2 separate regions of the Rattus norvegicus genome follow, and region 2 is linked to region 1. Evidence: chromatin contacts called from public Hi-C data. All regions are on one chromosome and are shown on one strand. Each heading gives the region's core, a stretch centred on a gene start, on an enhancer-like site or on the middle of the called end of the contact. The rest is flanking DNA. Distances are from core to core; before and after follow the strand shown. Region 1 overlaps Cidea (cell death-inducing DFFA-like effector a). Region 2 holds the start of Afg3l2 (AFG3 like matrix AAA peptidase subunit 2).

Evidence for each region. Hi-C and Micro-C count contacts between places; a contact is called where the count stands out from the background.
Region 2: a Hi-C map of the A7r5 cell line shows a contact between it and region 1, with 2.6 times the contacts expected there. The contact joins the promoter of Afg3l2 here to the enhancer-like site in region 1. A contact is called at or near these places in 9 of 12 Hi-C or Micro-C datasets (the A7r5 cell line, the Rat2 cell line, Schwann cells and 5 more).

The regions. Positions count from the first base shown.
Region 1 is chr18:63,188,696-63,196,401 of GRCr8, forward strand. It overlaps Cidea (cell death-inducing DFFA-like effector a), which reads left to right. Exons shown (of 5, transcript NM_001170467.1): 4 at 45-220; 5 at 1,286-1,685. The coding sequence ends at 1,427. Among named protein-coding and RNA genes, the nearest start is that of Tubb6, 21 kb to the right of the region's middle. Within about 2 kb of position 3,401, at least 48 of the 93 cell types and tissues checked have an H3K27ac peak or open chromatin away from gene starts, as enhancers often do. A contact at or near this core is called in the A7r5 cell line and Schwann cells, where this site is marked.
Region 2 is chr18:63,265,193-63,272,898 of GRCr8, forward strand. It overlaps Afg3l2 (AFG3 like matrix AAA peptidase subunit 2), which reads right to left and starts at 3,808. Exons shown (of 17, transcript NM_001134864.1): 1 at 3,520-3,808. The coding sequence starts at 3,633. It also overlaps a transcript of Prelid3a not described here and the pseudogene LOC134482954.

The DNA of each region.
Region 1 (7,706 bases), core at 2,151-4,650:
TGCCAGCATGGGTTCGAAGCCTGTTCCTTGCTTCTTTACTTCAGGGCAATAAGTATGTCTGCACACAAACAAAGAAGTCAGGAATAGCCAGAGTCACCTTCGACCTATACAGGCTGAATCCCAAGGACTTCCTCGGCTGTCTCAATGTCAAAGCCACCATGTATGAGATGTACTCAGTGTCGTATGATATCCGCTGCACAAGCTTCAAGGCCTTGTTAAGGTAACAAACTCCAGGGGATATCGTGGGGGCACAGTGGGGGTCTGGACACACCCACGTGTGGGACAGGTGGCTCCTCCTAACTTGTCTTCTGCCCCAGAGCCCAACAACAGGGCTTGGATCCTCTGTTGTCAACCGGTGTGCTCTGACCCACGTGGTCTTCAACTTAACTTTTAGATCACAGACTTATACCAAAAAGCGCAAAGCTACATCCCCAACTGGACTTTGTGCTTTTTGATGTAAGTGTGAAATAGCTCAGTGGTAAGTCATTTGCCTGGCGTGTTAGAGGCCCTAGGTCCAATACCCAGCAAGGGACACACCCATGCTGGCACCACGCTCGCACCACGCTCGCACCACGCTCGCACCACGCTCACACCACGCTCGCACCACGCTCGCACCACGCTCGCACCACGCGCTCGCACGCCATGGGACCTGGCCCAGACGTTCCGCTGATGTGAAAACTGGAGAGAAAACTTCGGAGACCAGGAAGAGAATTAGAACATGAGGAAACACTTTTTGTTGGACCTAATCTGAAATGAGACTAGTTCAGTCTCGGGACTTCAGAGGCTAGGACAGGGCAAAGTGTCCTCTTGTTGTGAGGAGCAAGTTGAAACACCCCCAACGACCTAGCCTCCACATGCCCTATCAGAGGATCATAATTCTGGTTCTTTCAACCATTTTCCTCAGTTTTACTGGTCTTGTCACCTTGACCTTGGGGTTGTAGGAGCAAGCCCCTCACAGTCACCTGGCTGCTAGAATCCTCGGATAGCAAGCACATGCTCTGTGCCGAGGTTCTGTGGGAGTTTCTACTTAGGCAGGCCCCTGCCAAAGTTGCTTGAGGGCCCTGTCCCCAGTAGGTGGCGCTGGAGAGTACTGGCAGCCCACCAGGGAGCAATCAGACACTGTGTGCTTTGAAAGTGGTATTACATGGATGCCGCAACTCCCAACATGATTGGTGCCCCCTTGGAGCTTAGTAAGGTGGGGTGGGGTAAGGCATTCCCATCATTCCATCTCTGGCCAGCCCAGAGAATCGCACGCCTGATGTGTCTTTCTCTTGCTTTCTTGCAGGAGTCTGCTGCGGTTCGCATCCTATGCTGCCCAGGTGACCGGACAGTTCCTGGTTTATGCGGGCGCTTATGTGCTCCGAGCACTGGGTGACACAGAAGAGCAGCCATCCCCCAAGGCTAGCGCCAAAGGCTGGTTCATGTAATCAGATCACAGATACAGAGGTCCAGGGACCCAGCTTTCACGCAAATTCTCTACCATCTGTTACAGGCTGTGGGATGTCAGAGGAAGGAACGGGGTTTGGTGGTGGTACCCAGGGCAGGACCGAGCAGCAGGATTCCCGCAAGAGAAAGGAGGCAGATGGGCCTTTCAAGAGCTTTAGGAAGCGACTAACAGCAGAGTGTCTGGGAACATACGAATCAGTCTCTTGCATATTGTAATAAACCAAACACAAGACTCGCCATTAATACTTGCCGTGCTTCCTTGCAACTGGTTTGTCTCTCTGGAGAGGACCACTCACACAGAACGAAAACCAGAGCCAAAGACAGAAAGATAGATACCACTGCTGTTTGATCTTTCTTTTTAACTTTATTATATTATTTGGCGTGTGTGTATGTGTGTGTGTGTGTGTGTGTGTGTGTGTGTGTGTGTGTGTGTGTTTACTTGTGTGGTGTCTATGCAACATGTGCATGCGCTGCCCCAGAAGGCCAGAAGAGGGCGCCAGATCTCTTCAGAGGAGTTCTAGACAGTTGTGAGTGGGTGCTTGGAATGGAACCTGGGTCCTCTGGAAAGCCAGGGCTCTTAACCACTGAGTCATTGCTCCAGCCCCATTGTTGTTTAATCCTTATCAGTACTCAGTGCAAAAGTAACAAGCCTGGATTATATTTGATTTACTTTTTCCCACCAAAGAATCTCTGCCTCTCTCCTGTGTGTGTATACATATAGTGTGAGTGCAAGCACACGGGTACCATGGCATATGTGTGGAGGACAAAGGACGACCTGGGGGGGGGGGGGTCAGTCCTCACCCTGTTTAGAAAGCCACACAGGCTAGCACACACTTCTGGGGATTCTTGGGTCTCCACCTCCAGCTGGCCGTAGGAGTGCTGGGATTGTAGATCCATGGTACATGTAAACCAACGGTTCTCAGCCTTCCTAATGCTTCAACTCTTTTTTTTTTTTCTTTTTTTCGGAGCTGGGGACCGAACCCAGGGCCTTGCGCTTGCTAGGCAAGCGCTCTACCACTGAGCTAAATCCCCAACTCCGCTTCAACTCTTTAATACAGTTCCTCATGCTGTGGTGACCCCACAACCACCATAAAATTATTTCTTTGCTGCTCCATAGCTGTAACTTTGCGGCTGTTGTGAATCCTAATGTAAATATCTGATAATGCAGGATGTCTGATAGGCCACCCCTGTGGTAGTCTCGACCCACAAGTTGAGAACCACTGATTTTAAGTATCAGCCTTACGTGGGTTCTGGGGATTCAGACTCAGATCTGCAATCATATACAGCAAGCCCTTCATCTACGTGCTATTTTCTGCCCCTGCCCCTGCCCCTGCCCCTGCCCCTGCCCCTGCCCCTGCCCCTGCCCCTGCCCCTGCTCTCGCTCCCAACCCCGCCCCCGCCCCCGCCCCCACTCCCACCCCCCACCCCCCGCCTCTGCCCCTTTAAAGGCTTTTAATGAGTCCCAAAGTCCCTAAAGCTTAAGGACCTGCATAAAGGGCTTTCTGGGGGTGGCCGGTAGTTTCAGCTTTGCTTCTAGAAAGCAACAGAACTATGAGAACTCGCGTTGGAGGCAAAGTGTTGCCATGCTGCCAAGAGAACCTTTGCGGCCAAGAGCCAAGCTCTGCCTATCACCGGCCAAGGCAAAAGCCCTGCTGGCTGTGGGTTCTCGCTGATGCTCAGCTGGGTGTAGGCCCTCAAAGCGCCTTGTGAGAAGCCTGTTTCTCACCTGGTTCTTCCTTTGAAGGGAGCTTTATCACTGGGTCACCGTGCTCAAAAGAAAGCCAGTGAGTGTCGCCCTGGGCCTCTGTGTGGGAGTCTCTGTGTCTCTCCTACCCTGTCATCAAAGCAGGGAGTAGACTCCCCAGAGGAAAAGAGGTGCGGTCCCCTGACTGAAGAGTAATAGTCCCCGGGAGAGACACATCGGGAGACACATCTGCTCCTGTTAGATCCATCCTGTTGAGTCAGCCTCTTCCCTAGCGGTGACTTTGCTGATGAGAACTGTGGTCCAGAGGCCTATTCTCACTCTACTGAAAAGACACTAAGACTAGGAGTCCCCCTGTTCACCATCTCACTCGCGTGTACACACACACACACACACACACACACACACACACACACACATATACGGCGCGCGCGCACGCGCGTCCTTGGATGTCAATCCTATAAAAGGAGCGGGGTGCGGGAGCTCTGCAGTGACAGCCCAGGAGGGAAGGGGGTGGGATCTGAATGGGCGGCCTCAGAACTCAGTTCCCCGCCCCCCCTCGGGTTCGCATCACTTCCCCAGGATCCCACCCTCCTGGGAAGCCACAGCCTGGCTTCCAAAAAAGGAATTTTCACTCCGGATTGCTCCTGCTGAGTCAGCCACTTCTCTGACTCCCATTACTCAGTTGCCAGCGAGAGGGGCTTGTCCTTCTCCTCGCAGAATGCGAGTCAGGGAGGGTGGGGGAGTGAAGGATGCCACCAAGGGAGACCTGGGGAGGGACCGGGCTCCCTGTGAGAAGGGACTTGTGGCCAGGAGGACCACCTGGCTCCGAACAGGTGGTGGTCTGCCCGCTTTTGACTCCAGCTAACTGAGTGAGTCAATGACCCTGAAAGGTCAGCTTCTCCCAGAATACTCAGAGACAGGAAGACCTGCTGGGAGGAAGCCACAAAGATTGGTATTGTGTCATCAAAGACTCCCTGCAGAGGGCTCTTTAAAGAGCCTTTGAAGCTGTGTGTGGTGTGGTGTGGTGTGTGTGTGTGTGTGTGTGTGTGTGTGTGTGTGAGAGAGAGAGAGAGAGAGAGAGAGAGAGAGAGAGAGAGAGAACAGTTAATAATCACCCTATATAGCTATATATGGGAGGGCCTTAGCAAGACACAGCTCTTTCTCTGGGTCTAATTGGGCAGCCGTTTTTCCAAACGTAACACTTTCACTTTAATCTTGGTTTTTCTCCCACCAAACATCTTGGAGAAAAGCAGGAGCAGGCAGAACTGGCTCAGCAGGAGAAGGCCGTGCCGGGTGTCTGGTGCTAGCCCACTCCTTGTCAAGAGCTGTGTATCCTGGATGATGAATAGAGACAAGCACACGAATTCTAATTTGTGTCTAGAATAACAACTCAGGGGGGAAAAAGAAAGAAAGAAAGGTTCTCATGAGCTCAGAGTTCATGACCCTGACACTATGTTGATCTTGATATTCCTTTTCCCCATATTTTTACATTTTATTTTATGTATATGGACGTTTTATCTACATGTATGTATGTGTACCATGTGTGTGCTTGGTGCCCATAGTGGTCAGAGGAGGGTATAAGATCACCTGGAACTGGAGTTACGGATGGTTCTGAGCAACTCCATGGGTGCCGGGAACAGAACCCAGGTCCTCTGCAAGAACAAGACTCTTCCATGAGCAGAGTCCCATGAGCCTCACCTTGATGTTTCTAAGTGGATCTCTTTCTTCAGACAAACTAAAAACAGCTGCCTATGCCCACTGTGGCTGTCCCCATATACACAAAGACATGCCAGTGCCTCTACCGTGTGGCCGGTGGCCTGATCCCAAGTGTTTTGCCACAGTGGGGTCCATGTGTCATCCAAACTCTAAGAACATAGAATGAAGTAGTCCATAAGTTATTCCCTCATGGCCAAAGCCAGGCTCCAGTGTAAACCCCCACTGCAGGAGCAGAATGTGCTGTCCAAGCCTCTATCTGTAAAATTAGGATTCAACTTAAGTGGCCCAGAAATTCCATTCCTGGAAAACTCACTTTGCACAAAACTTATCTTTATCACCACCACCACCATCATCATCACCATCATCATCATCACCACCATCATAATCAACATCATCATCACCACCATCATCACCGCCATCATCATCACCACCATCACCACCATCATCACCACCACCATCACCATTATCACCATCACCACCATCACCACCACCATCATCACCACCATCATCACCATCACCATCACCACCATCATCATCATCACCATCACCATCACCACCACCATCATCACCATCGTCATCATCACCATCATCATCGAGATGGTCCCATTACATAGCCTTACCTGATCTAGAACTCACTATGTAGACCAGGCTGGCCCCAAATTCACAAAGAACCCCCTGCCTCTGCCTCCTGAGTGCTGGGATTAAAGGTATGCTGCACCAGCATGGTGTTTGCAGAAATTTTCAATGTGAGCATCATGCCTTTGGTTGGCAGCATCTGTCCCTGGGCCACACACAATTCCTCTGCCACTCTTATCCACTCTTTGTAAAACAATTGCTTCCCACGAGACACACAGGCCACCCCCCCCCCAAAGACACCAGAGCCTACAGCTGGGGCTCCTCTCATCCAAGTTCTTCCTACTCACACAGCCACAGACTTCCTGCTCTTTCTTTTCTTTTCCTTTTTGGGGGTGGGGTGTTTTGTTGTTTGTTTTGTTTCAAGACAGGGTCTGTGTAGCAGCCCTGGCTGTCCTGGAACTCACTCTGTAGACAGGGCTATTGTTAGTGTTCCTTCTAGACTATGCCCAACAGTTACCACCACCACCTCTCCCTCTCTCCCTGTCTCTCTCTTCTCTCTCCTCTTTCTTCTCTCTCTACCCTTTTTGCTGCCCTCTCTCCTCTCCTCTCCTTCCTCTCCTTCCTCTCTCTCTCTCTCTCTCTCTCTCTCTCTCTCTCTCTCTCTCTCTCTCTCATATTTTGACGTAAGTTGATCGAGGGAGTTTCCGTCAATCAGGATAGGAGTCGGTCGATTCCTGGACCTGGGACCATGAACTTAGTGTGACCCCGACAGCGAGATGGAGAAGTTGTCCCTGGGGTATCTGGACTCAAACAACTTTCTCCTTACAGCAGAAGCTGTTCAGCTACTGGAAGTCCCCAGCTCCCCTAGGGCCTGAGACCTTGAATTTACTTTCTCCCTATAATTAAATGGAGTCTGCAAATGAAATGGTAGTACTTAGAATACAGTTCTTTTGCTTGTTCCCAACACCTAACAGACTGTCACTGCTGTCTCTCCCGTTCTGAGTCACCTTCGTCCCAGGGTGGGGTGGGTGATGCAGGAGGACTGACCTTTCTAAGCAGTTCAAGGAGAAGGGGATTTTGCACGTTTGAGCCAGGACTCACAGAGTCACTGTGGAGGGGCTCGACCTGGACCACAAGCTGAGCTCTGCTTCTGTAGATTCCCATGGCTGCATGAGCTGTAGGTGCCGTTGTTGTTGTTGTTGTTGTTGTTGTTGTTGTTGTTGTTGTTGTTGTTGTTGCTGCTGCTGCTGCTGCTGCTGCTGCAACTACCCTGGGCACTGTTTGTCTCTCTTGAACCAGGAACGTAAAGAGGAGAGTTTTGCTTCCAGAGTAAACCGAGAGCCTTTCATCATTGCTCTCGGATTGTTATCTTCCCCCCTCCTGGTTCAGGTCTTCAAAACAACTCAAGTTCCACACAGCAAGGCCCCCAGCTTCCTGAGTGAGAGCCTTCCTTCCAGCCCAGGAGTTCGAAGCCAGAGAATTTTAAAACTATCTTTTTGAGCAGAGCATGGTGATGTGCACCACACTTAATGTCAGCACTCAGAAGGCAGAGGCTGGTGGATCTCCGAGAGTCTACATAGTGAGTCTGTGGTCCGCACGGCAAATTCCTGTCCAACAGAGTTACACAGTGAGGCCGTACCTTAAAATATATAATTTTTTTTTTTGCTTCTTTTTTTTCGGAGCTGGGGACCGAACCCAGGGCCTTGCGCTTCCTAAGCAAGCGCTCTACCACTGAGCTAAATCCCCAACCCCAAAATATATAATTTTTTAGATTATAAAGTATTTACAGACTTGATAACTGTATTTAATATTGAAACAAGACAGCTAAGGTCAATATTATGATCGTTCCACTTGTGAGGAAACCTTTAGGCCTGGAACCTGGGTTCGCCAGGACACACGTGAACGCGGTTGGAACCACACCAGGGCTGCGGACACCTACCATTCTCCCTTGGCCTCCAAGATCAAGCTGGTGTTCTAAGACAGAGCTGACGGAAGCTTGGTCAATAGACACTGTAGACACCTTTTCATTCTCACTGAGGAGAAGAAAAAAAAAACAACAGAAAAATTTGATGTCTTTTAACATACCTTACCCATCTTTCCTCCCTAAAAATGAAAAACAAAAACATTTACTATAATTAGATGCAAGCATTCTGTTTTTCTTTTCCCATTTCCTTTTTAGGAAGTAGATATAAGTTTTAAGAAAACAAAACATGACCTTGAATGATGATATGTGGAGGTTCATCATTCTAGTTTCTAGAATATG
Region 2 (7,706 bases), core at 2,558-5,057, 77 kb after region 1:
ATGCTGAGTCATTTTTGGGTACTAGCTGAAGTTACAAGCCAGTGTTGCTTATAAACAATGCTAACTCTATCACACTGCTGTGATGAGAAAAATCAGAGCTAAATGTCACTGGTTTGGCAAATCCCAACATGTTTAATGTGTGTGTGTGTGTGTGTGTGTGTGTGTGTGTGTGTGAGAGAGAGAGAGAGAGAGAGAGAGAGATCGAGAAATAAATCAATCTATCTATCTATCTATCTATCTATCTATCTATCTATCTATCTATCTATCTATCTATCTATCTTTGGGAAGTGTTTTCTGAGAGCACAAAGAAGCTGTGTTCCAGAGATAGCCAAGGTTGTACCTCACGCTGCAGCTGGACTTGGTAATGTTCTAAGAGTCACCCAGGTGGTGCTGGTTTTGAAGACATGAAGGAGTCATAAAGAGTAGCTGAGGCTTGGCACTGTGAGAGGCTTTTGGTGAAGGTACAGCCCCAGTTGCAGTTGATGGCTCAGGAGTGAAGGAGTCATGCAAAGGAGTTGAGGCTTGGCACCATGAAGAGAGCCTATGAAAGACTATAGGTGAAGCCTAGTTGCAAAGGAAGACCCCAGTGCATGGGAGATGTCAGAACCATGGGATGGTCACCAAGAACAGCACCAGCAGTGGAGTGGATTAGCCGGGGTAGAGTGCTACAGAGGGCAGAGCTGGAGAAGTGATCTGATCCCTATGGAGGAGGCCTGAAGATCATGTGTGGATACCAGACATTGGAACAAGAAACTGTGAAGGTGACATTGCCTTGGAGACCCAAAGATTTTTAAAGATGCCACAGCTGGGATATCTGCTGAGGAAAGCTGCTAACAGGGAGTGGAACCTACACAGGAGAGAGAAATTTGTTGCAGTCCTCAAAGATGAAAAAGGAGTTGAGATGTGAAACTGCTCTGCCATCAGACATGGAGATGCAGTCTGGGTTTGCCCAGCTGGTTTCCTGTCTGGCTTTGGAGATTACAGTGAACTGATTGGATGACTCTCAGAAGCGACACTGAACTTTGGAGTTAACATTGTTGAGACTGCTATAGAGTATGGGGACTTTGGAAGTTGGACTAAATGTATTTTTTATTATACTATGACTAGGTATTCATCCCATAGACTTGAGTGTTTGAACAAGCCTTTGGGGGCCAGGGAGTGGAATGTGGTTTGAATATGCTTGGCCCAGGGAATGGCACTATTTGGAGGTGTGGCCTTGTTGGAGTAGGTGTGTCACCATGGGCGTGGACTTTAATACCCTAGTCCTAGTTGCCTGGAAGTCTGTCTTCTGCTGGCAGTCTTTAGATGAAGATGTAGAACTCTCAGCTCCTCCTGCACCATGCCTGCCTGAACGCTGCCATGTTCCCACCTTGATGATAATGGACTGAACCTCTGAACCTGTAAGCCAACCCCAATTAAATGTCCTTATAAGAGTTGCTTTGGTCATAGTGTCTGTTCACAGCAGTGAAACTCTAAGACACCACCTTTATATTACTTATAATGCATAATACAAGAGAGTTGTTCTCTAACTTGTTGTTGGACTGCATCTTCTAGGAACGATACTGTATTTTCCAGAAGGAAAGTTTCTCCATGTTTAATGCTCTCAAAGTACTGATGTGGAGGGTCAGCTCAGAAGCGAGGGGATACTTCTCCATGTCATGACATGTGACAGGACTCTGCAGCTTGGCATGGAACCAGACACACAAGTTATACTCCACAAATATTTGTCACCTCCAAATGCCCTATGGGGGGTGGGGTGGAGAGTTTAATGCCCTCTGGAGGCTGAGGATATAGCAGTTGGAATGGTTGTCTAGAATGCACAAGCCCTGGGTTTGATGCTCCAACACCACTAATAAACCAGGCACGGGCCACATTCCAACATATAGGAAACAGACAGGAGGATAACATGTTCAAGGCTATCCTGGGCTATATACATTCTGTACAGCAAAGAAAGGCATACCAATTAACTGTAGCTGTCCAAACGAGGACTGTGTCTCAGCGTGCGCTGGTGACTCACTGGGACAACAGTCCCGCTAAGGCCTTTTATGAGATTCAATCTCACAAGGTAGATCCCTGAGTCCAATGTCCACTGATGATAAAAGGGAAGGGATCAGATGAGCAAGGTAAGATGGGAAAATGGTCAAACACTGAACAGATGGCCTAGAGCAGGGCAGTTCACAGTAGAAACGAGGACTCAGACACGAGGGTGACAAATGAGTTTCACAATAAATGTCACAAACAGGCACCCTCAGCCATCTTTACCCATGGCTTCCTCTCTCATATCCACCAGCCTGTGGTGGAAAACAACCAGAAAAGAACACACACACAACCAAACAAAAATTTACACGAGTTGGTGTGGTGATGCACAATTGTAACCCCTACACTTGAGAGATGGAAGAGAGGATCAGTAGGTCAAGGCCAACCTCAGCATGAGGAATGTTTGAGGTCAATTTAGGGGTTTCTTGTTGTTTCCTGTGTGGGGAAGAGTGGGTTGGGTTGGGTTTTGGTCACTGTTCATTGAGTGTTAGGATGTAAAGTCTACTTACTAACGGTTTACGACCACATTAGGTACTGAAACAATCTAGAAATGAGCGGATAAGCGAAGAGCCAGCATGATTAGGAGGATCGGGTGGGAGATCCTGGAGGCTAGCCTGGGCTATACAGTAAGACCTCATCTCAAAAATCCCCAAACAAAACATAAACAAACCAAAGCCCATAGGAGGGCATGCATCCTTTAAGTTTGGTAAGGGTCCATGCATTAATCCCCTCCAGAAACTGAAAGGCTGCTGTATTATTACCTCTAGCTTCTAAGTGAAGAGGCTAGACTAATCACCTCAAAGACGCTGGACAGTAAGTTGTCTAGCCAGGTTCAAGCAACCAATCACATTTCTCAACCGCCATGCTATGTACCTCCGGGTAAAACCTATGCTGGACTGGCACACAGCAAGAAGCTGTGTCATGGTCCTGCCAACACAACACAACATCACTTCAATAAAAGGTACTAGGTAGTTAGTGTGTGGCCCTACAAGAGCAGCGAAGCCTCCGGATAGGCGCTGTTATGCAACTAAATACATAGGCCCTAACCTGAACTATATATATATATATATATATATATATATATATATATATATATATATATATATATATATGAATGACACCAGTGGCATTTGTATTCCGGATGCCAGCAACGGCCCTCCAAATTCAACAGATGTTCGGAAAGGGAAGTTCCACAGCCCTCTCTCTCCCCTCCAGCTCGCCGGTGCAGTCCACTCGACTGTCCTTTTCCAGTGGCACGAAAGCCAACGAGACCACGGCAGCGAGTAGCAAAGCAGAGGCGTGACCTTCCCGGGCTCAGAGCGCCACTCACCACAGCGCGGTCCACAGGGCCCCGGGGTCAGGAGAAATACCACCCACGGGGACCAGGAGACTCAGGCCGTCACGCGTCCCCGGCCGGTGACCTTGACACCTGCGCCCTAGCCGGAAGCTGGCCGGAGGGAGCAGCAGCGACGCGGGACTCACCGTACGGAGGCAGGGCCGCCGGCCGGGACCCAGGCAGCCGCTGGGCACGAGCAGGGGAGGAAGGCCGCGACGGCAGCCGCCCCGACCCCACAGCAGCAGGCAGCGGTGAGCCATGATGGGCCCGGCCCGCTCCGGGGCGCGCGCAGGGACCGAGCCAAAGCCGGCGGTCGGCAACCCTCAGCTTCCGCAACTTATCCGGGAGCTGCGCGCCACCGGCGCAGGAGACCCGCGGCAGAACGCGAACCCACGCTCCACGCGCGCTCGTCAGGCCCCGCCCCAGCGTGCGGACGTCGACGTGCCCTCCAGGCGGCGGACCACGCTCTCGGGTAGGGAAGGGGTAGGACTGGAGGCCGGAGTAAAGGAAGAGTGGAGCGGGGGTGAAGGGCGTGGCCTACTAAAGAACTGGAGGGGCGTGGTTGGGTGAGCCCAAAGGAGGCGGGTCAGAGGAGAAATAGTTGATGGCGGGGCTGGGCGGGGCTGGGGCGGAGTTGGAAGACTGTGGTGGGGAGGGGCTGGCGGTGGTAGCAAATGAGAGCTTTGGAGGCGAGGTCAAGGCGGGGTAAAGCTGGTGCGAAGGGCAGTGTGGAGGCGGGCAGGAGGCGGGGCCTAAAGAGGATCGGCACAGGAGAGGCGGGTCTGAGGGAGGGACCGAAGAAGGAAAGCAGGAGGGGCCAAATAAGGAGAGCAAAGGTTCGAGGGCGGACCTTAAAGAGTTGACCCGAGGCTCTATGGAAAAGGACCATTTTTCATTCAGGACTAGAGACCACTGGTCTTGTTTGACATTTTAGCATTCATCTCTGACTACTTACCGAGTAGTTAACTGATTGCTCACTGACGGGCATGAGGCAAGTTCCGCAAAGGCCAAGACATCTACTTACTTATTTTCTCCTGGTGCTATTTGGGACAGGCTCATAGCTCTGGCTGTCCTCAAACACTACTGTGAACTGAGGTTGTGTTAAAGATTCTGCAATGCTGAGTGACTGGTCAGAACTACCTGATCGTGAAGAGTTGGGGTGTTGCAAAACCAGAGCCAAATTGTCTCGGGCTGTGTTTAGTCCCTTTAATAACCCCAAGCATTATTCATCCTCGTGTCTAACCCAGCATCACAATGACTAAACTAAACCTAGTTGATATTTATAGAAAATTTCCACATGACTTGCATGTGTGAATGCCTAAGTTCAATTCCCAGCACCACAGACAAGGACAGAAAAAGAAATTTCCTGGGCACAGTATTTTCAGGTTTATTTACCCAGACAACCATGAATCATAAGTAGTGAGACCCTACAATGTATACTTGCTAGCCACAACAGAACCAAACCAGAAATCGGGATCAGAGAAAGACCAACAGTGGGGCTGGGTGATGACTCAGTGACAGGTTTCCATAAAGAAGGCTCATAGTTGTTCCTTTGGGTCTAACCTTCCCTTCGACTTTCTCTTCACTACTATACCCTTTTGCCCCAATCTCCCCTTCCACGTTGCTCTACTGTCTGCACCACCACCTTCCCTCAAAGCCTTTTTTTGTCCAGTTTCATGGCTGCCTTTCTGGATTCCTAGCCTTAACCCTTGTTTACTTCCAGAATATTTCACAGAGACTAGGGGCCACATATGAGGGAAAACGCACAGTATTTGTTTGGATTACCTTGATTAATGTTTGTCAGTTCCATCCATTTTCCTGCAAGTTCCTTCCTTCCTTTCTTTCTTTTCCTTTTTTCCCCTTAGTTTGTTTGTTACCAACAGTGTGCTTTTAAGCAACCCATGTGTCAAAAGGAAATTGAACGTTAGGAATCATTTTAATATAAATAAAAATAATAAAACATCTCATCTCAGAGAGAAATTGTAGATGAAGTGAGAGCTGTAATTACATGGATTTTTTTTTTATTACACTTACAGGTTTATGTTAGATCAGTGTCCTCAGCTTCCGCTCTAGGCAAAGAAACTGAAGTGAGGCTCGGAGATGTGGCTCAGTCAAATGTATTTATAGTTTATAGAACGACTTGGGCTCGATTCCTCCGTGCACACAAACTGGACATGATAGCACACACCCGTAATCTCAGCACTTAGGAGGGAGAAGCAGTAAGGTCAGGATTTCAGGGTCATCCTCAGCTTTGTCACCCTCACATACAGGAGATGCTGCCTCAGATAAGTAAATGAGTAAAATTACAGCAGAAAGAAAAAAAGACATAAAGGCAGATCCACAGGGGCTGGAGAAATGGCTCCGTGGTTAAGAGCACTGCCTGCTCTTCCAGAGGTCCTGAGTTCAATTCCCAGCAACCACATGGTGGCTCACAACCATCTGTCATGGGATCTGATGCCCTCTTCTGGTGTGTCTGAAGACAGCTACAGTACATTCATATACATAAAATAAATAAATCTTTTTTAAAAAATCATAAAGAAGAAGGGGTCAAATGGAGGGCAGACCCGCAGTTGCAGCATCAAGTGGGTGGCGGGATGGTTTTCGAATGTGGTGTTATGATGCTACAGGATTCAGTAAACTGGAGTTAATGCGAGATGATACAGTACATGAAACTGAAGATGTAAAAGAAGCCATAAGAAGGCTTCCTGAGGACCTTTATAAGGACAATGTTTCAAACGAAGAGAGCCCTAGACCTGACTGTGAGGCATCAGATCTCGCCTAAGGACCAGTGGACAAAATATGAGGAGGACTAATTCCACCTTGAACCCTATCAGAGAGAGGTTATTCAGGAAAGAAAGGAGAGAGAAGAGTGGTCTTGTAGTGATCTTGTAGTTAAGATCTGTGGGTGCGCCTGGCCTCCCCATATCTTTATGAGGTTATTTCAACCCCAATCACAATTTAAGAATTATTTGCTGGGGTTGGGGATTTAGCTCAGTGGTAGAGCGCTTGCCTAGCAAGCGCAAGGCCCTGGGTTCGGTCCCCAGCTCCGAAAAAAAAAAAAAGAAAAAGAAAAAGAATTATTTGCTCTACATATGTCTCACTTTAAATACATGTCTATTGTAACCGGAAGAAGGAGGAGAAGAAGGAGAAAAAGAAGGAGAAGAAGAAGATGAAGAAGAAGATGATGAAGAAAAAGGAGGAGGAGGAGGAGGAGGAGGAAGATGAAGAGGAGAAGCTCCATAGAACATGAGAGCTCATAGCCTTAATCTCGGCATTGTAGAAGCAGTGGCAGTTGGATCTCTGAGTTCCCAGTCAGCCTGGTCTGCATAACGAGTTCCTGAATAGTCAGGGCTGCACAGAAAAATCCTGTTTCACACCTCCAAAAAATGTATAGAATTGAATCTTTAATAAAAATAGTGAAAATGCCTACAACGGCAGGGTGGGCCGCTCAGTGGCAGAACACCACCTCTAACGTGCTCACGCTTCTGGTTCCATCCCAACATCACAGAAACAAATAAATACGATTGGAAATGAAAGTGGGTCACTACCATCAGCCTAAAGATGTAAATGTTCTAAAAGAAAAAACAAAAACTCGGCAGAATGATGGTAAAAGTACGGTTTTAAACAATCAAATACAAGAGAGATGAACAAGTCCGCTTTCTTTTCTTTTTAAAAAAAAAGGTTTATTTATTTTATGCATACACTGTAGCTGTCTTCAGACACACCAGAAGAGGGCATCAGATCTCATTACAGATGGTTGTGAGCCACCATGTTGTTGCTGGGAATTGAACTCAGGACCTCTGGAAGCGGAGTCAGTGCTCTTAACCGCTGAGCCATCTCTCCAGCCCCACAAGTCTGCTTTCTTATATTTAAACAGAACAAGTCCCTAGGACTAAAGGAATTTAAATAGAAACAAGTTTTTAATGGACTGCAAGAGATTGAAGCAAAAATTAAAAACATTGAAACTTTTAAGTCTTTTTTTAAGATTTATTTATTTATTATATATAAGTACACTGTTGCTGTCTTCAGACACACCAGAAAAGGCATTGGATCCCATCTCTCTATCCCAATTTCTTTATTGTATGTGTATGAGTGTTTTGCTTGCATGTTTGTATGTACATCACATGTGTGACAGAAGAGAGTGTTGGGTCCCCTGGAACTGGACCTCCAGACACTTGTGAGCTGCCAGTGAGTGCTGGGAACTGAACGGGGGCCTCTGTGAGATCCACAAGCGCTCCTAACCACTGAGCCGTCTCTGCATTTTAAGAAAGAAAATCCAGGATGTCTTAGTTGGAGTCTTATTGCTGTGAACAGACACCATGACCAATATAAG